Regions from separate parts of the Mus musculus genome. Here regions 1, 2 and 3 are each linked to region 4. A link is a contact called in public Hi-C, Micro-C and promoter capture Hi-C data. All regions are on one chromosome and are shown on one strand. Each heading gives the region's core, a stretch centred on a gene start, on an enhancer-like site or on the middle of the called end of the contact. The rest is flanking DNA. Distances are from core to core; before and after follow the strand shown. Region 1 overlaps Adam23 (a disintegrin and metallopeptidase domain 23). Region 2 overlaps Adam23 (a disintegrin and metallopeptidase domain 23). Region 3 overlaps Adam23 (a disintegrin and metallopeptidase domain 23). Region 4 holds the start of Adam23 (a disintegrin and metallopeptidase domain 23).

The links. Promoter capture Hi-C pulls out the DNA fragments that hold promoters and counts their contacts. Hi-C and Micro-C count contacts between places; a contact is called where the count stands out from the background.
Region 1: a Micro-C map of brown adipocytes shows a contact between it and region 4, with 1.9 times the contacts expected there. The contact joins the enhancer-like site here to the promoter of Adam23 in region 4. A contact is called at or near these places in 4 of 39 promoter capture datasets (the 3T3-L1 cell line, 3T3-L1-derived adipocytes and pre-B cells), 3 of 484 Hi-C or Micro-C datasets (brown adipocytes, nephron progenitors and tail fibroblasts), 3 of 115 datasets of contacts at active chromatin or transcription factors (all in embryonic stem cells) and 3 of 9 other capture datasets (adipose tissue, liver and pancreatic islet).
Region 2: a Hi-C map of forebrain shows a contact between it and region 4, with 2.5 times the contacts expected there. The contact joins the enhancer-like site here to the promoter of Adam23 in region 4. A contact is called at or near these places in 2 of 39 promoter capture datasets (the HPC-7 cell line and maxillary cranial neural crest), 6 of 484 Hi-C or Micro-C datasets (cerebral cortex, cortical neurons, embryonic stem cells and 2 more), 2 of 115 datasets of contacts at active chromatin or transcription factors (embryonic limb bud and embryonic stem cells) and 3 of 9 other capture datasets (adipose tissue, liver and pancreatic islet).
Region 3: a contact with region 4 is called in a promoter capture Hi-C map of 3T3-L1-derived adipocytes, with 2.9 times the contacts expected there. The contact joins the enhancer-like site here to the promoter of Adam23 in region 4. A contact is called at or near these places in 5 of 39 promoter capture datasets (the 3T3-L1 cell line, 3T3-L1-derived adipocytes, hippocampal neurons and 1 more), 7 of 484 Hi-C or Micro-C datasets (3T3-L1-derived adipocytes, adipose-derived mesenchymal stem cells, cerebellum and 3 more), 1 of 115 datasets of contacts at active chromatin or transcription factors (embryonic stem cells) and 3 of 9 other capture datasets (adipose tissue, liver and pancreatic islet).

The regions. Positions count from the first base shown.
Region 1 is chr1:63,508,157-63,513,122 of GRCm38.p6, forward strand. The region is part of intron 3 of Adam23 (a disintegrin and metallopeptidase domain 23); the gene reads left to right. Among named protein-coding and RNA genes, the nearest start is that of Adam23, 65 kb to the left of the region's middle. Within about 2 kb of position 3,460, at least 11 of the 459 cell types and tissues checked have an H3K27ac peak or open chromatin away from gene starts, as enhancers often do. A contact at or near this core is called in adipose tissue and brown adipocytes, where this site is marked.
Region 2 is chr1:63,569,277-63,574,416 of GRCm38.p6, forward strand. It overlaps Adam23 (a disintegrin and metallopeptidase domain 23), which reads left to right. Exons shown (of 26, transcript NM_011780.3): 23 at 1,634-1,802; 24 at 3,611-3,722. Among named protein-coding and RNA genes, the nearest start is that of Gm22281, 3.7 kb to the right of the region's middle. Within about 2 kb of position 3,160, at least 4 of the 459 cell types and tissues checked have an H3K27ac peak or open chromatin away from gene starts, as enhancers often do. A contact at or near this core is called in forebrain, where this site is marked.
Region 3 is chr1:63,551,384-63,556,251 of GRCm38.p6, forward strand. It overlaps Adam23 (a disintegrin and metallopeptidase domain 23), which reads left to right. Exons shown (of 26, transcript NM_011780.3): 15 at 378-477; 16 at 3,772-3,843; 17 at 4,431-4,520. Among named protein-coding and RNA genes, the nearest start is that of Gm22281, 22 kb to the right of the region's middle. Within about 2 kb of position 1,843, at least 17 of the 459 cell types and tissues checked have an H3K27ac peak or open chromatin away from gene starts, as enhancers often do. A contact at or near this core is called in 3T3-L1-derived adipocytes, where this site is marked.
Region 4 is chr1:63,444,169-63,449,331 of GRCm38.p6, forward strand. It overlaps Adam23 (a disintegrin and metallopeptidase domain 23), which reads left to right and starts at 1,723. Exons shown (of 26, transcript NM_011780.3): 1 at 1,723-2,244; 2 at 3,560-3,780. The coding sequence starts at 2,043.

The DNA of each region.
Region 1 (4,966 bases), core at 2,210-4,709, 66 kb after region 4:
TTTTATTCTCAGTTCAGCTATTCAGGTTCAGGTTGTGGCAACCTGAACAGAAATCAAGGGCTAGCTTCCCTAGGTAGAAAGGGAGCCCCTAAAAGACAACTGTGGATGTTCTACTAAAACTATTAAAACAAGACAAAGCAGCAAAGTAGAGGCTAGAGTGATGGCTTAGGGTTTGCAAAGTGCTTGCTGTATCATCATGGGGCTGGAGGTCGATTTCCAGGACCCCAGAATAAAGGCTGGGGATAGTGGTGTGCTTATTATAATCCCAGTTCCAGGGAGGTAAATTCAAGTGGATCCCCAGGGCTTGCTGGCCAGCCAGGCTAGCCAATCAGTGAGCTTCAGATTCAGTGACAGACCCTAAGTCAAAACATAAGGTAGAGAGAGACAGAGGAAGACACCCAGTGTTGACTCTTCTTGTATCTCTTCCTCCCTCCCTCCCTCCCTCCCTCCCTCCCTCCCTCCCTCCTTCTCTACCTCCCTCCCTCCTTCGCTCCTTCCCTCTCTCCCTCCCTCCCTCCTTCCCTCTCTCCCTCTCCCCACCCCCCACATCTGCCTATACCTCCAAATATAATTGGTCTTTGCCTAATAGATTTTTCCAGTGTACATATGTATGCATATATATATTAAATTTCCAATAAAAATTAAAGAAATGGGAAAATTAATTTTTCATTTCTCTTAATTGTTGATTTCTTTTCTTCCCCCTGCCTTATTCAATCTCCAGCAATTAATCAAATGAGTGAAGGAGAGCTTCAGCTCCAGGGTCTCATATATGGATAGACCTTTTCCTAGCGTGTGTGCTGGTTTCTTGCAGCTCTGTCCCGCTGCTAACATTAATTACTTTGCTGATGGCTCTAATTGACCCAGTAAAGGAGCTTCTCTATGTTCTGCCTGCCCCAGGTCCTAAAGACCTTGGATTCTCTGTGGACACAGGAAGTAACGCTTGCTTTCAGCTTTTATAAATAGCTTTCCAAATTCAGGTTCTTATCCATTCCTTTGCAAGGTCCAAGCCCTTGCTTAATTTAAACCTGTGTATTGTCCCACGCCTGCCTTTAAAACACCCCACCCTCTCCTGCATGCTCAGGAGCAGGTGGCCAACACAGAACGGATCCTAGATTTCTTTTGTTGTTCGTGTGTATATGTGTTGGCTCTGTTTGATTTTCAAGGGAGAGAAAGAATGAATATGACATTGTGTGCATGGATCTGGGAAGAGTTGGAGGAGAGGAAATAGTATGACCAAAATACACTGTATGCAAAATTCAAAAACTAATTTAAAAAGTTTTGTTTGCTAATGTTTTAGCTACCTGAATACAAAATGGTATTTTCGGAAATTGTTTAGTTTTCACTTTGTAGTTTTACTAGGATTAGCATAATTAAATTGATAGATAATATACCCATAATTGACAGATAATGCACTTTACCACAAAATTACATGCATCATACTTTTTTGGCCCCCAAAATAAAACTTCTACTTTGGTGTCTCATTAGATAGGTAGTCTGGGTCAGGTGTGGAGTACTCGGCGTAAATTCTAGCACTCAGGAGGCAGAAGCAAGCAGCTGTCTGTGAGTTCCAGGCCAGTGAGGGCTACATAGTGAAACCCTATCTCAAAAGAAGAAAAGGAAAGAAAGGTCACCAAGCATCAGTGAAGAAAGTTTTGGTAAGCAAAAGAAAGGAAGGGAAATGATGGGAATTTCTGCAAGAAGTAAGCGCTGGTGATGACATTTTGGAAGACAGCTCCTTGTAAGCCTTTCTACTTTGAAGGGGGGCATATAAACAGCCCAAAGGTTTTCACACTGGTTCTTTTCTTTGATTATGTGATAATTTCCCCAAGTGACTGTAAAATAGCACACAACAAACACCTCATATCTGTGTGAGTGTGTGCGTGTGAATGTGAATATGCATGAGTGTAGGTGTGAGTATGGCTGGTAGTGGATATATGTGAATGTGCGTGGCTATATATATGGTCAGTGTGAGTGTGCATGACCGAGTGTGAGTGTGAATGTGAGGGACTGTGAGTGTATATGAGTGTGAGTATGGGTGTGAATATGAGTGGGGATGTGTGGGACTGTGGATGTATGTGAGTGTGTGTGTGTGATGCATATATGTATGCGTAGATGGGTGTGAGAAAAAGCAAGGTCTGCTTTTACCTTGTTTCTTTTCTTCATCAAATCCTCAGAGTCAGAGTGCCTGGATTAGCGGGAACACACTGCAGGCTTTGACATCCTTTGCCAAATGGCTCTCTGGAGTGTTAGTTTTCTAACAACCTTGCCAGCACTTCCTACTACCATTCATTTTTATTTTCTAAAGAGATTGAGTAAATGTCCTCTTATGTTAGTTTAATTTTCAAGTCTTTCATTGCTATTATAGTTGTGCATTTGTATATGATTGATCGCTCTTGGCATTTCGTGTTCAGTTTTTTTTTTTTTATGAATTGCTCCTTGAATATTTGATTTTGATTTTGTGGGTGCCTTTTGTCTACTTTTCTCTTGTTCTTGGTTCTTTTTTAAGACCTAACATGAAGGCGAGTACTTGTTTTGCAAGTATTTTTTTTTAATCCATTTGTTTTGAACTGTTGGTTGCTTTAACAAAGTATCTCAATTTTTGTAGTTATTTTTTATAGTTTTATCTATGCTTTTGGGTTTAAGGTCATATATTCAAAGACCTCCCTTCAGTGTTTACCTGGATTTCTATACTCAGCTCATGACTCTTGTGATGGTTTGTATATGCTCAGCTCAGGGAATGGCACTTTTAGAGGGTGTGTCCCTGTTGGAATAAGTGTGGCCTTGGAGTAAGTGTATCACTGTGGGTGTGGCCTTTAAGACCCCCATCCTAGCTCCCTGACCATGCCTGCCTGGATGTTGCCATGTTGTTACTTTAATGATAATGAACTGAACTTCTGAATCTGTAAGCCAGCCCCAATTAAATGTTGTCCTTATAAGAGTTGCCTGGTCATAGTGTCTGTTCACAGCAGTAAAACCCTAAGACATCTCTACTTTAAACACACAATCTTAATAAATAGAGTCTTGGTTTGCTGTAGGGGGTGGGATGGCTGTCCATTTTCCCCAATATTAGTCACATGACTGAAATATGTGGATTCTTTATTCCTTTTCTTTCTGAACTTGTTTCCTGTCTTATGACCTCCTGATGGCTTTCAGTTTTCCACTCTTTGTAGATTTCAATTTTATTCTTAACCCTAGGATGCGCTTGTCTGAACTCGAGACTTTTCTAATGTTCTTCTGTGCCTTTTGGGCTGAAGACCAGGCCCCTGTTCTTCATCTTAGTTCTTGCAATGCTGACACAAAGTCCTGCTTTTGTTATTTTATTTGAGAAAATGACATACATTTTTCTTTAAGATGAACGTTAGAGTCATTTGTCATGTTAAAAAAAAAACCCTTGAGATTTTGTTTGGAATTGCACTAACATTCAAGTAGGTCGAGGGTGGTGGATAGTGTTACAACACGGCCTGTTCCCATGGGGAATCAGGGAATTGCTTCATTCAGTCATGACTTGTCTTATGGTTTATTTTATTTTTTAAACTAAGGATTTGCTGTTAACTTCATGTGTGTTTTTCTTCATATTTATTTATACTTGCTTATTCTAGTGTATTTAAGTATTAACATTTGTATGTGGGATATATATATATATATATATATGTATGTATCATTTGATATCATTCTGGAAAATGTCTCCCATATTATCTCTAGATGGTTTTTTGCTGGCTTATATAAATATGTGCTTCATATTCATCTTGTAACAAACACCTTATTTAACTCTTAACTATTTCTGATAGTTTTTTCCCCCCATTGGCTTGTTTGTTATTCCTTCAGCCATTCCTCTCATTCCTCTGGAATATGGCATGAATGAAGTGCCAGTTTAAAAACAGGTTGAAAGTAAAAGAAGCAGGGAGTTCTCTCCCTAAGACTCGGAGGAGCTGCTTCTTCTGGATGGAATGCTACCAGTCAGCCTCTTGGAGACACTGCTAGCCATAGATTTAAGTGTTCCCTGTGCTCTGCAGCTCCTCCACAGCAGGGGTTGCATCATGCTGGTTGGGTCAAGCCCACGGAGTGGGGGTTCTTTCCCTTTCCACTATACACCTAAGCCTCAGGTTCTCCATCTAACTCTTCCTTCTTTCTTCTCTGCACTATGAATCCACACTCCCAAGTTTCTTGTTCTCCTTATTCATCTTATTCAAAATGGTATTATGGCCTACAGACTCCTCAACTGAGACCTAAGGAGCACCTGTGCTGTGGAATTTCCAATTCCACATGTCCTTTAGAAAGTCATCAAGTCTCTTTTGTAACACTACAGTGTCTCAAGCCCTTCCCCTTTCCATTCACTTTGCTAGGATGGTTCTCTGCCTGCAACTCTGTCTGCATGAACTGTGGCCACACTCTAGCCTGCCATCTTTGCCTTACTTCACACAAAGCCTCTATCCAACCTGTAATTCTTTTTACCTACCTCATGTATCTGCTCCAGTCTTCAATCCCAGCCTCACCACACCGCTATCTTTTTACCCAGTGACAACCCTTATTTTATTGTTTATACTCAAAGGATTATACTTTGCCCTACACACTTGAGAAAAATAGCAATTGATAAACCATTTCACTTCTAAGTCTAAAAAAAGGAACAAGCCAAAAGCAATAGAAGGGCACAAGCATAATTGTAGGTAACAAGCTATAATTGTATGAATGTCTTGACCTAAGTGTCTGTGATTGTCTTCATTTCTACTTAAGAAAGTAATCATTTGATAAATTAAAAATATCACAAGTTGGGGTGGGAGATATCTTGACAGGTACAGTTCTTGACATATAAGCATAAGGACCTGACTTCAATCCCTAGAACCTGTGTAAAAAACTGTCCAAATGGTGGCACATGCTGCAGGAAGTGGGGACCAGAGGATTAGCCAGCCTAGCTTCAGTTAGTGAACCCCAGAGCCCAATAAAATAAGGTGGAGGGCTCTTGAGGAAA
Region 2 (5,140 bases), core at 1,910-4,409, 130 kb after region 4:
GTACCCAAGCACATACAGATAATAGACATTAAATATTTTTATTGGTGTTATCACACACATCCTTTTTCATATCCATTCGTCTATGTACACATAGCACATAGACAAGAGGCGTGTGTTTTCAGCCAGGAAGCTGCATTACATCACAAGTAAGAGCCATTGCTTTCAGAGTAACCATGGTTCTATGGTGGCGCTCTCTTGTTCAGAGGCACTGCTGTTAAAACACCTTTGGGATCCTACCACAGAACTGACACAGTTCTTGTCCCTTTATTTTCACTCTCCCAGAATTTCAAACCACCTTTTAATGGGAGTGAATAAATGTTTGAAATTACCCAAGAGTAATTCTGCACAATTTCATGACGTCTTGGTCAGATAACTGTTACTTTTCCATCTTGTTGAATGGCTCTGAAGGTAATTTTAACTAGGCCTTAGAGAATAAGCCCCTCCCTGGGAAACATCTGTAGTATTGTCTCTAGACTTTCCATGTACACAAGCACTCTTCCAGCGTGTGTTACCTCACCTGTCTTTAATAGCCTTACTGAATTATAAGGCTATATTACAAACTACCATATTGGTAAAACATTCAGCAAGACTCCTTGTTAATAATAATTATATCCAGTTTCTAATTATTATCCAAATTCTAATTACCCCTAACGTTGAAACATAAAAGGTAAGCACTAGTAAAGTCCTGGCTTTCTCCTTTCAGTTGTGATAGCCCAATCCTTTGAGGTAATAGTAATGGTTTTCAAATCAAATACAGCCTTGCTCTGCTGTGTTTGCTCAGCATTATTTCCCTCCCATACTATCTTTTCCCCACCAGGCCTTGGAGAATCAATCACACACTTTCTTCTCTGTCTACACAAACACCTTTCACTTATCCTTAATATTGAGAACACCCAAAGAGTTAGAATATTTCCTGCTGATAATTGTTGTTCCTGATGCTGTGTGCTGTAAATGATAACAAACAGCAGTTTCTTTCTTGGACTTTTATTAAAGATAGGTGGGAGGGAAGAAAAGTCTCGAATAAACCCTGGCTCACTGTAACAGTATCTCTGTTTCACGAATGGCAAGCCTTGTGCGGGCTGGCTCTGTGTTGTTGGATAGTGTGGTGCTTATGTTTATGTGGGTCACTGTTGAGGTGTGGTCTTTTGCTATGTATTGTAATGCTGCATACTGGCTCTGGTTGTCCTTACCTTGCCCCGCAAGTTAGCCCTGATTGATAAATAAAGATGCTCACAGCCTATACTGAGGCAGAAGAGACTAGGTGGAGTTTCAGTTCCTGGGCTTGGGATCCGAGGCAGGAGACCACGGGAGATAAGGAAGAAGGTGGAGAGAGGAGAAGATGGCATTGGGTAGGTAAGTCATGGAAAAAAATGGCCATGAAGGTTGGCCAGCTGGAGATAAGAGCAGCCCAGATAGATAACAGAAAATTATAACTCAGGGTTATTGATAGGGAAGTAAACATTAATAGCTTAGAGGGTGGATATGTGCCCAAGTCTGATGGTGTGAAGGCTTCTCGTAAACATAAAGGCTTGTGACTTTTATCTGGGCACTGAATGATCGAAGGTGGGGTAGAACTGAGCCCCACCCCATTGAGATGAATTATTTAATACAACAGATCACTGTCTGCTTTCAGTGGTGCTCATGTAGTTTTAGACGATGATACAGACGTGGGTTACGTTGAAGATGGGACTCCGTGTGGCCCCTCCATGATGTGCTTAGATCGGAAGTGCCTACAGATTCAAGCCCTGAATATGAGCAGCTGCCCACTTGACTCAAGGGGTAAAGTCTGCTCCGGCCACGGGGTAAGTAAGTAAACAGCAGTGTGATGGTTTGACCTTCATTGTCTGGGACCCTGGGTTCACAGTGATAACACAGTCAGACACGGACATTTCTTACTGAGACTGTGGCCAGTTTCTGTGCCCTGATTATCATCATATTCTGAGTGCCTTCATCTGCTAAAATAAACGTTTATAAATTAATTTGAATTATTTATGTGTATGGATCACCTTCTCCAGCTATAACTCGACATCAACACATAGAGACAGGCAGGTGACACAGAGGAGAGCAAGGTGACAGGACCAGGAAGCTTTTCTTCTGGTGATGCTTGGTTAAAGCACAAGCTCACAGGGAGGCCAGGTAGCCTGGTGTGCTGATCACTTTGCTTGTTGACATAAAAACATATATATATATATATATATATATATATATATATATATATATACACACACACACACACACACAACATAAGTAATTCCAGAGAGGAGGGGGTGGCTTGGCTCATGGTTCAAGGGACATAGTCCAGCATGCTGGGGATGGTGTGGCAGCCAGGAACTTATTCCTCCTATTTGTCAGAGCAGGAAGCAAAGGCACGGACCATGGGTGCTTAGCTAACTTCTTTTTTCTTCAGACTCAGACCCCATTCCATGGGGTGGCACTAGGGTCCCCATTCAGGTGGGGCCTTTCTCCTATAGCTGATCCTTCAGAAACACACTCAGATACACGCCCCCACCCCAAAGGTGTGCCTTACTCATGTCCTTCAGGTATTTATTAATCCCAAGAAGATGACATTGAAGTCAGCCATCCTATCTAGTGACTTAAGAACACGAATTCAGGGGCTAGAAAGAGTTTTGATTTAGATCCTGGCTCTGCTCAGTTATGTCTTAGTGACTCTGGGTGGGTACTTACCCTCTCTCAGCCCTTAGCTGATGATGGAGTGCGAAGTGAGGGAGAAGCTCGTCGTGATGTTAGAGGCAGAGGAACTTGACACATAATGAGTGTTCAGTACCGTTTCTATCCAAAATAAAATCACCAGGTAGACTTTTTAAGCATTTTAGTTGCTGCTCTAGAAATATGAGACATAAAAGCTCTGCTGTTTTCCCTTGTCCCATCTCATTTTTCACCATTTTTTAAAAGCAAAGTTCAGTCTTATTAGTCATAACCATATATTACAGTATCTTGGATTTAAAAGCGTTGGCATTTGATTTTATCATTTCTAATGATAAAAGGGTCTCGGCACCTTTCTTTCTAGTTTGCGGGGTGTTTTATTTGATTCATGTAAATTGCAAGCCTGTGCCATTTGCTGCCTGGTGGAGGGTGTCAGCCTGCTGACTGGGAAAGAGTGCCTCCAATAGATGGTGGGAGGGGTGAGGAGTGCTGTCCTGGCAGGCAAAGTGCCACCAGACGGTTGGGCATGGCGAGATCACGCAGCGTGTTAAGGACTGTGTCTCTTGGTCTTTTGTTTTGAGAATTGCCCCTGGAGCCTGCTCCCTCTTTTCTCTGGGATTGTTTTTTGAGTCCCATGTCTGATAACTTACTGTATTAAACATGTATATTTTCATAGCTGTTCCTAGAAACATTTGCTTCAGGGGGAAAAAATCTACTTTATTGGACATTTATATACCTAAATATGTCTAATACTGTGAATCATATCATTTTAAACAGTTTTTTTCACCTAAACATAATTTTTCATAATTACTGGAAATATATTCAATAATTTGACCCATGAACTTAGTCCTCAAAGCCATGGGAATGTTTGGGAAGCCTTCTAAGTGAGATTGTGCTTACTATCAGTGGTCCACATCGCTGTGTCTCTCTTCTTTCTCTGTCACAGGTGTGTAGCAACGAAGCCACCTGCATCTGTGATTTCACTTGGGCAGGCACAGACTGCAGCATCCGGGATCCAGTTCGGAACCCCAACCCCCCTAAGGATGAAGGCCCTAAGGGTTTGTATGATTCCGGTTTTAGATCACTGCAGATTATTCATCTCCCCTCTCCCACTGCAGCAGTAATCCACTTCCACAGCTTCAGAAGGAGGCACACAGGAATATATCCTTTTGCCACAGAGATGCGCCATCCTGTGTGTACCACACTTTCAGAAGCATATTAAAATGACCTCCTAGCTTGGAACTGCAGTAAGAAAAGTAAATATACTGGCTTCCTTTAAAACAGTTTCTTCTCTGCCCTTTAAACCTTAAACTTTCCCCCACTTTCCCAAAAGCCGATTATTTTATAATTCATCTAAGCCATTCCATTTTCAAATCGGTACAGTCTTTGGGGCTGACATGAGACTTTTATGGCTCCTCCATGTCACATTCTCTCCAGAGGAAAGTTGTAGTCTTTTATGCCCCGTTCTAACAAATTCTTTTGATTTGCTAAAAGAATCAGTTCTTCGGATAGCTTTAATTTTTCAAAGGGAATGTAAAAGGTCTGAAGCTTTATTCTAAGCAGCCGCTAAGAGAAGAGAGAGATTAGAATTTAGCATAATGAGTCTGTGGCAGTTCATAGTCACCATGTGATATTGAAAATGAGAATGCTCAGGCCCCGAGGTCAGGTGACATGCCCGTTACCCAGGCAACCAGAGGCCAAACTGGGAGCACGCTCAGTTTCTGTTGCATCATTTTACAGCACTGCCTATGTAAAAATGAATATGACAGTCATTTTCTCATTATTCTCCCCTCTCTCACCCCCTCATTTCATTCCCAAAGATCGTGAAAAGCTGTCAGTTACAATAGGCTTTATGTAGCATCTAAGTAGCAAGTTCCCAGAAAACAAACTATCGCTAGTGCCAATTCTGACATTTGACCATGGCATTGTACCTCAGATTCTTGTTTTAAATGGTGCTGCTAATAGTATCCTATAAATTAACTGCCATGATGTTTTCTTAAACACATACGACTAGCATCAAATTGATCAACCTTGCTTTGGATGAAACATTTAAACTCTGAACTTTAGTGTGGTCTGTATGGGATAGCATGATTCTCACAGCAGACAAAGCTCCCTAGACTACACAGTTCCTAAAGAGACGTAGCCTAGTTTGTATGCATGTGGGTTGTTCATGACAGTGAGCATGTTAAAACACACTTCATTCCTTTGCTTAATATGCCTGGGATATTAAAACTCTGTAAGAATAGTTATCACACCCTCACAATCTGTTTCTAAAAAGGAATCCACTCCACTCCTACACTCACTCAGTCTTTTGTTACTTTAAAACTAGAACAAAACATTCTCGGATCCACCTTCAGAAGTTAGATTTGGAGAGTTAGGCCCTGGCAAGAGAAATGAAGCCTCCTCGTCAAGCCCTCTGCATAGCACAGCCGTGGCTTTCAAAGATACCTCGGTGCTGTTTGCTTCTGTGACACAC
Region 3 (4,868 bases), core at 593-3,092, 110 kb after region 4:
TTCAGAACAGAGTAAAGGAAAGTGAGGTTGCCTCTATTGAGACACAGTAAATAAAAATAATCAAGCTTTAAAACCTAGTCTTGATTTAAGATTTTGTAGCAAACCTTTTAAACGATGGGTTTCGAGACAGACCAGGCAGGGGGTCGGTAGCTTGGGAGTGACCAATCTCCTAGTCTGTGAAGGTTTTCATTTTCCTTTCTCCTATAGACTCCACCCCGTAGATGTAGCAGCTTGTACCCAAGCATCTTACCAAATATTTGTGCTGATCCATCTACATCCAGGATGAACTTTCAGTGGTTTTTAATTTTCTTCTCTGATGATGGCTTTTGTGAATTTTTTTTTTTTTTTTTTACATAATTGGTTCCTTGTTTCTTCAGGGTGTCCCACTCTCGAAAGTTCTCAAAGTGCAGCATTTTGGAGTACAGAGACTTTTTACAGAGAGGTGGCGGAGCATGTCTTTTCAATAGGCCAACTAAGGTTAGTGACTTGATTTTCCAATAGTAAGGATATGGCAAACATCAGAGACTGTTCTCAGAAAGCAAGTCTCATGTCACACAGTTCACTACATTGCTACAAGCTCCCTTCCTCAGCTTCCCAGACACTGCAAGTTCAGGTAGGAGCCACTAAACCCAACTGATAGATGCTCAGTTATAGAGAGCCGCTGCATGCTCAAGAGACCAAATTGAGTGTCAGTGTTCAGTGCTCGCTTGCAGTTCCCTAAAACGCAAAATTCTACAGAATTTCATGTTGGTGTTTTCATTTTTCTGCTAAGACATAGGGAGTCAGAATGGAAAGAACTTTTCCTTGGATCACTTCTTTGCTAAGTCTCATTTAACCTTGGCATTCCTTCTGGAGACTTAGTTTTCTCCTCCCGAAAGTTTCTCCTACCATCCAGCTCCAACTCCTCCACTCTCTGGGGTGATCTGGTCCCAGGCAGAAAGCATTACTGATGTCAGCCAAGCAAAAAGTGGTCTTGGTCTAACATTTGCAAGTTCTATAAATACCTCAAGTATTTCTACTACATAGTTCCCTTCCTCTGGAAGCCCACGCTGGCAATGGCGTTTCATAAGAGTATGTATAAACAAAATTGCAATTCCTCAAGCACAAACTTAAAGAAAATTATACATTTCCAGAAGAGATTTTTAGGAGTTTTCAGAAAACACATTTGACAGTAAAATTAAATTTTGAAAATCTTCTTTTGGCCCTCATGATATAAATATTTATTTCTTGCTGTAAGAAGCATGAAATTGTTTGATTATAAGATATGCTCCAGTTCCCTTGACATAGAACACAACCAATCATCACACTTTCCTAAAGTTCAGCAAAGGCAGCATTCTCCAGCTGACAGGCTAACGCTTTTGCAGAAGGCGCTGTGTTTTTATAGGAGCATGTTTGGAAATGAAGCAGGCCAGCAGTTGAAAAGACAGAACTGGCATTATTAGCAGATGGTATTGGAATTTGACCATGGGAAAAAATTCACTTTTCTTTTAGAATAACACCTCACATGTCAGATAGAGTTCATTTGTATAGAGAATGTTCGATACTCTGCAAATTTAAAGAGTGGCAATATTGTGTTGACCTTGTCTTTAAAAAAAAATCAGTCACCAAGGCAAACAACGGATAGACTGATTTATTTCATACTCACAAGTGAGTGATACAGCTAGTGTCGGAATGACTGCTTGGAACCTGACATCCCTGAGAAATCTCAGTAAAGCCAAAGCGCTGTAAATCTCAAGAGAACTGAGACGTTAAAAGTGACTGTGCACCATTAAAATAGGCTGCTCGGTCTTTCCTGGCAGTGACCTCTGGGCATAGAAACCAGAAGTCTTGAAGGCATCTGAAATGAGTGAGCTGTGTAATGAAGAACTCCTGTGAACTGCTGGCAGTTTTGAATTACATGGAGCACGGCTAGTGTTACCTTGCCCTGCAACTGGCAGCCAGTTGTAAGCACTGTGCTTCAGGAGACAGCTCTAGCTTGTTTGGAGAGGTTAAGGTCTCTGGAATATACACTTCTCAGATTACCTGTAAACAGGAAGAAAATTATCCTGGTAACTTGGGAATTTCACACCAAAAAACTATGTTTACATATTCAATCTCAGAAGTTAGATACAGGACAATTTCTCCTTTTAAACTACAAATTACAATGATCAAAAAAGAAGGCTTCATGAATTCCAGTAGAGTAGCTTGTATGTATATAACTAATTTTTTATCCCCAGTGTTCTTAGTCAATGAATATATGCATAGGCAAGTGTTGCTTGTTATTTTCCATTGATATGCATATTTTCTCTGCTTCAGAAATCTTCCCAGTTGCTGTGATTTACATCTGTTTTGAGATAGTGACCAAACTCAGGAAGGGGAAAGAACCCAAGAACTAAAGCCTGGTACCAAGTGTTGGCCATCTTTCTACTGCCCTGCCTTTTTCTGCATTCTCTTGCCTGCCAGTCAAAGGAGCATGGAGATTAATTAGCACTACTGACTCCCACCCAACTCGGCTAGAACATTTCCTTACTTCTTATAATAGTTCTTTCCTGGAAGTAGTAGAAGCAAGTCTTTCTTGTGTAGACTCAGTGGTAGATGACTGTTGCCCATAGTGTATGTGGCTACTGGAGGCAAGCTTTTTCTCTGAAGTTCATGGCTCTGAGCATCTGTGTTGAGGTGTGCTATTCCAGACTCTCTCCTTATACCCCACACACCCAGAAGTGATAATCATTCCAGGAAAGTCCTGTCCCAGCCAATAGGATATAGACACTTTTGATGTGAGTAAGCAACTTTCTCATCGATCCATCTATAGTATTATTATCCAGAAACAAGTTCATGGCACCATGAGGGGGGGATATTCTAGAAACTTCTTCTGCTATGAGTGCAGCAATGACTGAGAGATTTCTATTGATTCACATGGCTATACATTAACTTAACATACTTAGTTTTTTTCTTTATGAGTATTAAGAGATTGGGTATTTGCATATAGTTAATTTATTGAAATTCCTAAGTTATTGAATTAATTTTCTTTCTACTCACAGATAATTCAAGGAATGCAATGGTGGGACTTTGTGCCAGACAATGCAGATTTCTTTCCAATGAGTGGGATAGATTTGAGTCTCTGACAACATTGTTCTAAGCTTATTGGCATTTCCTTAGTTGTACATCACACATTTGGTTTTGACTAAACATATTTATCTTTCTGACAGTTTGGATGTCTTCTTGGCTGCCTTTAGTCAAGTCAGCAAATTAGATATCTATGAGTCTTATTACTAATACATTTTAGCTCCATTAGAAAACATGGGAAGCGATCTATTTTTCTTGACAGCTTAACTCCATAGTCAATCTAATGCTGGAAGGTTGTCTCTCAAGACCCCACCAAGGAAATCCCCAGAGATACCACATCCTTTCTAAGATGATTTTAAAGAGTGTTATTAATAAGCAAATAGTAGATCACTTATTATATGATGACTCATCAGTTAAGAGAACTTGCTGTTCTTTCGGAATAGTGGAGTTTGGCTCCCTGCACTGACACTAGGCAGCTTATAACTATTTGTAGCTGTAGTTCCAAGCAATCCAATGTTACTTTCTGACCTCTCCAACTACCCACGTGTGTGTGTGTGTGTGTGCATATACTTACATAGGTACACACAGAACACACAAGTAAAAATGAATATAAAGTAATAATCACAGAAGATTCATATGATACAGCCATGTATATGGCCAGCTTGATGTATAGGTTTTCTGCAATAAATTCAAATGCTTTTCTCTGCATTCTCCATTCTCTTTCAGCTGTTTGAGCCCACGGAATGTGGAAATGGATATGTGGAGGCCGGGGAGGAATGCGACTGTGGTTTCCATGTGGTAGGTATAAGAGACTGTCTCTACTTTTAGCTCAGTTCATCCTCCAAGCTAAGAAGAACAACAGCGGAGAACAGACATGTTATCCTTCATTGTGGGGTCACTGCCTTCTTTTTTTTTCCTGATTGCTATGATCAATGCTTTGTCCCAGCTCAGACACATAAGAATTTGTCATGTTGTTGTTGCAGCCGTGTCTGAAAAGCTTAATGGATTGTTCTAATCAAATTCCTGACCTTTAAAAAGTTAATTCAGAGCTCATATCCATCTCAGGCACCTTGTACAGAATCATGAGCATTTCCCATGCCGCATTTATTTTTTTTCCTTTATGAGATAAAACCTGGGTATTAAGAACATGGTATAGTTACAGAGGCTTGTGTGGGGGTGCCTGTTAATGAATAATCATACTCTTGGGAGATCACTCTGCTGAGAAACATGGCAGGAGTCTGTCATCATTTGAAGTGATTGGTTTCTCTAAAATGTTAGTGTACTGATTATAGAACTCTTGTCATCTGATGCATAAACTGCACATGGAGGGAATACTGATGGGCAGTGGTATGTTCCTGGTTTACTCAATGGAGTGTTTTCTCTAGGAATGCTATGGAGTTTGCTGTAAGAAGTGTTCGCTCTCCAATGGGGCCCACTGCAGTGACGGCCCCTGCTGTAACAACACCTCATGTCTTGTGAGTCCCCTGGAAGTTTCATGTTTCTTTTCATTCCTTGACAAGTTAGCCAGCCGTGTCAGGATGTCTGTTGAGCTTTTGAGTGTCTTGATACACATTTATGCATGTTAGCTCAGTGATACTGGTAATTTTATTGAACTTTTGTGGACCACAGCATGTGTCTATTCACTGTCTACTTTCTCATCCTCCCAGGCCTCCTCAAGAGGGTGTACCCACACCTACAGCCTCCAAACTAGACAAGTTACCCTGTTAACACAGACAAACAGATTAAATCATAGGACAAAAGAGGAAAAATTCTGTTGGTCTTTAAATTGAACAACCTATTTCCAACATTCATTTTTTAAAACT
Region 4 (5,163 bases), core at 473-2,972:
CACACACACACAGAGGGTGGGGAAGAAAGAGAGAGAGAGACAGACAGACGGACAGAGACAGACAGAGAGACAAACACACAGAGAGAGATAGTTTTTTGTGTGATGCTGGAATGGAGTGCTCAGGGCCTTTACATGATAGGTAAACACTACACCCCCAGCACCTGTTTTTGCCATGTTTTGATAGGGAAAAATGATTTGCATATGGAGAGCCAAGGATAGCAAGTAGGAAAGTCACTAACCTCATGCACTACGAGGTCTCCGTACCCCCTTTTCAGGATGTATATTATAGACAATCTCCTGGCTTACTCATTGGCCATGTATTATCCAAGAGATTTCCCTGGTCCTTAGATAGCATGTTAGGACCTAGCGTTACAATGTGAATGAAAACTGTTGCTGCTCGCATAGAGAGTGTGTGTGTGTGTGTGTGCATGCGAACGAACATTGGTTAATTAATTAAATCCATGTGTCCAATAAATACTCATGCTCAAATGTGGAAAGAAGAGATTAAAATTAATATCTGACACCTCAACCGCTCTGCAGTGTGAGATCTGCATGCAGGCCTGTCATCTTTGTCTGTCTCCAGAAGTTCGTTCCGTGAAGCTCGGGTACAGAAGGTGGCTAACAGCCTTGACTGTTATTTTAATCACACACTTCTAGAACCTTCCCAGCCCTTTCCAAGTAGATATCCTTAGCTCTATTTTAAATATCAATAATGGAGTTAGACACCATTGTTATTACTCAGACCAGTCTTGGGAGAGTGGATAAGTTACTGTTGGTGTTACCAGAGTCCAGTGATAGAAATGGGCCTCAAATTTTAATTAGGAACCACCAGAATTAGTAGCGGCTGCTAACCCACCCAAACCAGGGAACTGACAGCACTGAGCGAAAATACCCCCTTTCTCTGCACAAGATACGACTGGATCTCAAAAATAGAAGTGTGTTCTCAGAAATGCCTGCGCACCCCCAAGGCTGGTTGACAAACGATAGATTTCCTAAGATAGCTGCACGGTTGCTTTCTAATCTCTGTATTTCTTCTATTCCAGAATATGGCCCGTCACACTTTCTGAATTTAGCTCTCTTCAAAGCCCTATGGGCACGAGGAGGGAGGACCCACGACCCTGCAAGGGGATCCCAGTGGCTCAGTGCCCACAGACGCCAGCCTGCGGATGCACCACAGTGCTTCCCACTGTCATCCCACTCGCTGCTATGAGGAGCACAGCTATTTTTACCTCCCTGGCTGCAGCCCTTTATTTGAAGGAAGGAAATAAATAAAGGTTTGAGAAGGAAAATGCATAGTCTCAGTTTTCCTTGCGCTGGAGAGTTGGTATAGGAGTGGGTGTTGAGGATGGGTCGCTTTTCTTGGCAAGTTGTTGCCAGATCAGGCTTGCCCCAGGCCTGGAAACCCTTGCACTTTCCTCTTGGGGTCATCCCTGACTGCAAACTTCTTTCTCCCCTACCTCTGGTCTTTGGAGGTGCCACCAACTATTTTGATGCTGCCTGGGATGCTGCATCACTCTGCCCCCCCCCCCCCCCAGGGCTCCCACAGTCGAGCATGCGCAGCGCGGCCCATGCAGGCTACAGCATCAGCATCTGCAAGAGCATCAGCATCCGCACCCGAAACCCCGTTCGGGCGCGCTCCCGGAGGGTGGGGTGCAGTACCGCGCTGCGCGTCCCCGAGTCTCGCGCCCGCGCCGCGCGTGCCCGTGCCGCTCGCTCCTGCGCGCGCCTCCTCAGCATCCTTAGGCCCGGCAGCAACCCCCGCAGTCACTGGTGCGGCCGCGCCCGCCACTGGGAGGGTGCAGCCACTGGAGGAGGCTCCAAGTTGGTGGAGCGGCGGGGACCCCTCTCTGCGGGCCGCTCCCGGAAAGGCGGAAAGAGCAGAGGACGGCGCGCCGCCGTCCCCGAGACCCCAGCCCCTGACCCCTGCCCGCGGCCGCAGCATGCGCGCCCAGCCGGCGTGACCGGCTCCGCCCGCAGCCGCCCCGCAGCCCAGCCCGGCTCTCTCGCGGGTCACTCGGACCGGCGCCCGGGAGCGATGAGCCATGAAGCCGCCCGGCAGCATCTCCCGGCGGCCGACCCTGACGGGTTGCAGCCTTCCCGGCGCCTCCTGCGGCCCCGGCCGCTGCCCCGCCGGCCCGGTGCCGGCCCGCGCGCCGCCCTGCCGCCTGCTCCTCGTCCTTCTCCTGCTACCTGCGCTCGCCACCTCATCCCGGCCCCGTGCCCGGGGGGCCGCTGCGCCCAGCGGTGGGTATGGCCGGTGCCCTTTGCGTTGCCTTCCCCGCGGGGCCCTGGGGAGGAGAGAGAAGGGCACGCAGGTGCGTGTAACCCGGACGAGTGGGTCCCCAGCCTGGCCTTCGAGCGCCTCCCTGTCCACCTCTCCACCCTTGTCCGTCCCAAGCCCAGGTTCATGCTGGTTCACTTTTGGAAGTCCGTTTCTGTTGCATTCACTAAAGACCCATTCCAGTGACTGTGGGTTCCACCCAGAGGTATTTGGTGGCTCCTGAGTCCTTTAGCGCTCTCTATGTAACTTCCAGTGACAGGAAGATGCAGTGAGCTAGCAAGTTGCTTTTTGCCTTGGGGAACCTTCATATGAATGCGGAGGGGTGGGGGGCATGCAATAATAGTGACAAATGCTTGATCCCTCAAATTCCCCACCAGGTTTAGTCCCTACTGTTGGAATTAAGGTGAGAGAGGCATAATTTGGGGACCAGAGAATGAAAGTCTCCAAGACACTCTTTGCGCATGACCTTTGGCTGTGTTTTCCCAAAATGCTTGTCATAATGAGCAATCAGAATAATACAATGTTGAGCACACTGGTGATTGGAAGTCACTGAAAGCAGAAAGCTGGCCTTGGCAGTAAAAAAGAAAGAATTTGGAAAGTTGCCAGCAACTATAGCCCTTTATGGCAAAACAGTTTTTTTTCTCATCTCAAAGTTAGAAAGAAATAGAAATCATTCATATATGTATGTATATATGTGTGTGTGTATATACATATATATATACACACACACACATATATATATTTCTACATTCACACACACATAATACACATAAACACACACACACACACACACACACACACACACACACACAAATATATTTGAAAGTATCACTTTACATTCAGTGTCCATGAATTCAGGACCCAAGTTTTGTCTGGAGTGTTCTTGGCTCTCAGATGAGGTGATGTTAAGATGGGTACAGTTGAGCTGCTGCATCCTCTGAGGAGGGATGGGACAAGGGTCAGGACCCTTGAGCATGTTAGTTGCTGACTTTTCCCTAAGCGCATTCTGCTTTCTGACCCCTTACAGTTCAGATGTTCGGCTCTAAGAGTGGATAGAAAAGATATACCTGAGTACAGGACATGGTTGTGTAACCTATCCAGGCCAAACCACTGTTACAGTAACTTGTCTTTTGGTGTCTCCACTTTCTAACTTTTTAGCAATAGAAAACTTTGTTAATGTAATTAATGGAAAGATGTATTTTAGAGTTTATATATTTACTGGATGTATCTGTGTGTATTTGTGTATATTTGTGCTTCCCTCCCCCCCAACCCCCCCAGCTCCGCACTGGAATGAAACTGCAGAAAAAACCCTGGGAGTCCTGGCAGATGAAGACAACACATTGCAACAAAATAGCAGCAGCAGAAATACCAGCTACAGCAGTGCAGTGCAAAAAGAAATCACACTGCCTTCAAGACTGGTGTATTACATCAACCAGGACTCAGAAAGCCCCTATCATGTTCTTGACACAAAGGCCAGACACCAACAGAAACACAATAAGGTAGGCAGGAGGCTGAATATGTCCAACTTGCTGCCACAAGGAGTTCTCTTTTCATTTGATTTTCTGCCAGAATCTGATTTCACGAATTTTAGCGCAGCATTTTATTAAGTAAGCAATTAATACGATGGTAGAAGAGAAACTAGAGGGAATTAACTTGGGATCGACCGGGACAGGGTTTACTGTTTGTCTCTTTGACTGAAATGGAAACTGAACATTTTCAGACGTCCTGTGACAAACTGGGTCCCCGTGTCTCTCAGGTACCTTGGCACTAAGCAATAGAGTGAACTTGTTTGCAGTTCTGACTTGTTTCTGGGAGCATTTATGTAAAGGTGCAGGAAGCTACCTCCCAGGAGATATAAGTCCTGGCAGTCTGTCCACAGAAGGCAGTGTGGCTGTCCTTTCCCCAGCAGACTTTCCATGCAGAACTTGCACTTGAGTTCACTTTATTTCTTGAATTGGGCATGGCGGGGGGAAGCATTACTATGATGTCTTGTCAGGAAACAATTCAGCATTTCAAGAGACTGTGAAGAACAGAAAACAACGACTTATATAAGATATAGACCAGTTTTGATTGACATCACCCTTGAGGGCCCTCTGCATGGATGGTGAGCATTGGCTTTCCTTTTAGGTTGGTCGTGAAAGTGGCCCGGAGCCTGAGAAAGATACCCAAACAAAGACGAAAGTATCTAATGGTCCAAGAGTTTAAAGAATCCCCTGTCCTGGGTCTTATTGTTTGATCCAATGATATTTTGGATCTGAAGCAAGTCTACACAGTGCGGTAGTGGAAACTTTGCTCTGCATTGGGCACAGAAAACAGGCTGTTCTGTTTGTGGGCGTGATTTCACGGCACATGTCTGACTTTATGATAATAAGGTCACACATTGCCTTCTGAACTGTCCCTGTTTAGCCGGCACGAGCAGGAGCTGGTTAAACGTGTAGAACTTAGGCAGTGCGTCCGTGGTTTGCATCAGCATGTGATTGGTAGGACTGCCATGCCTCTCCCCATTTATGGGGAGACAGGGATAAAAGGCCTTTGTGGGACTCTTCTTACGGTTTAAAGCAGCTATTAGGTTTGAGCAGTTAATTGCTACTATTTTTAAAACAAGTGAAGTCCCTGAGAAAAAGTGTCCTTTATACTGAATAACTTTGTTAACCTGGTTAGCCACCTTTGTGTGATTTTGAAGGGGGTGTTGCCCACCATGGCTGAGACTGTGAGCTTCTCCCCTAGCAGGCCTTTCGCTTAGAAGGTTTCTGTAACTTAGTGGAGTAACTAATACTTCATGTCTTAAGGATAGAAGGAATAGATGTTGTCTTTAGGAAGAGATGCCCAAGGCCCCCTTGATAACATGCAGTGAGGACCAGCTAGCTTCCCTTATAAGTGAT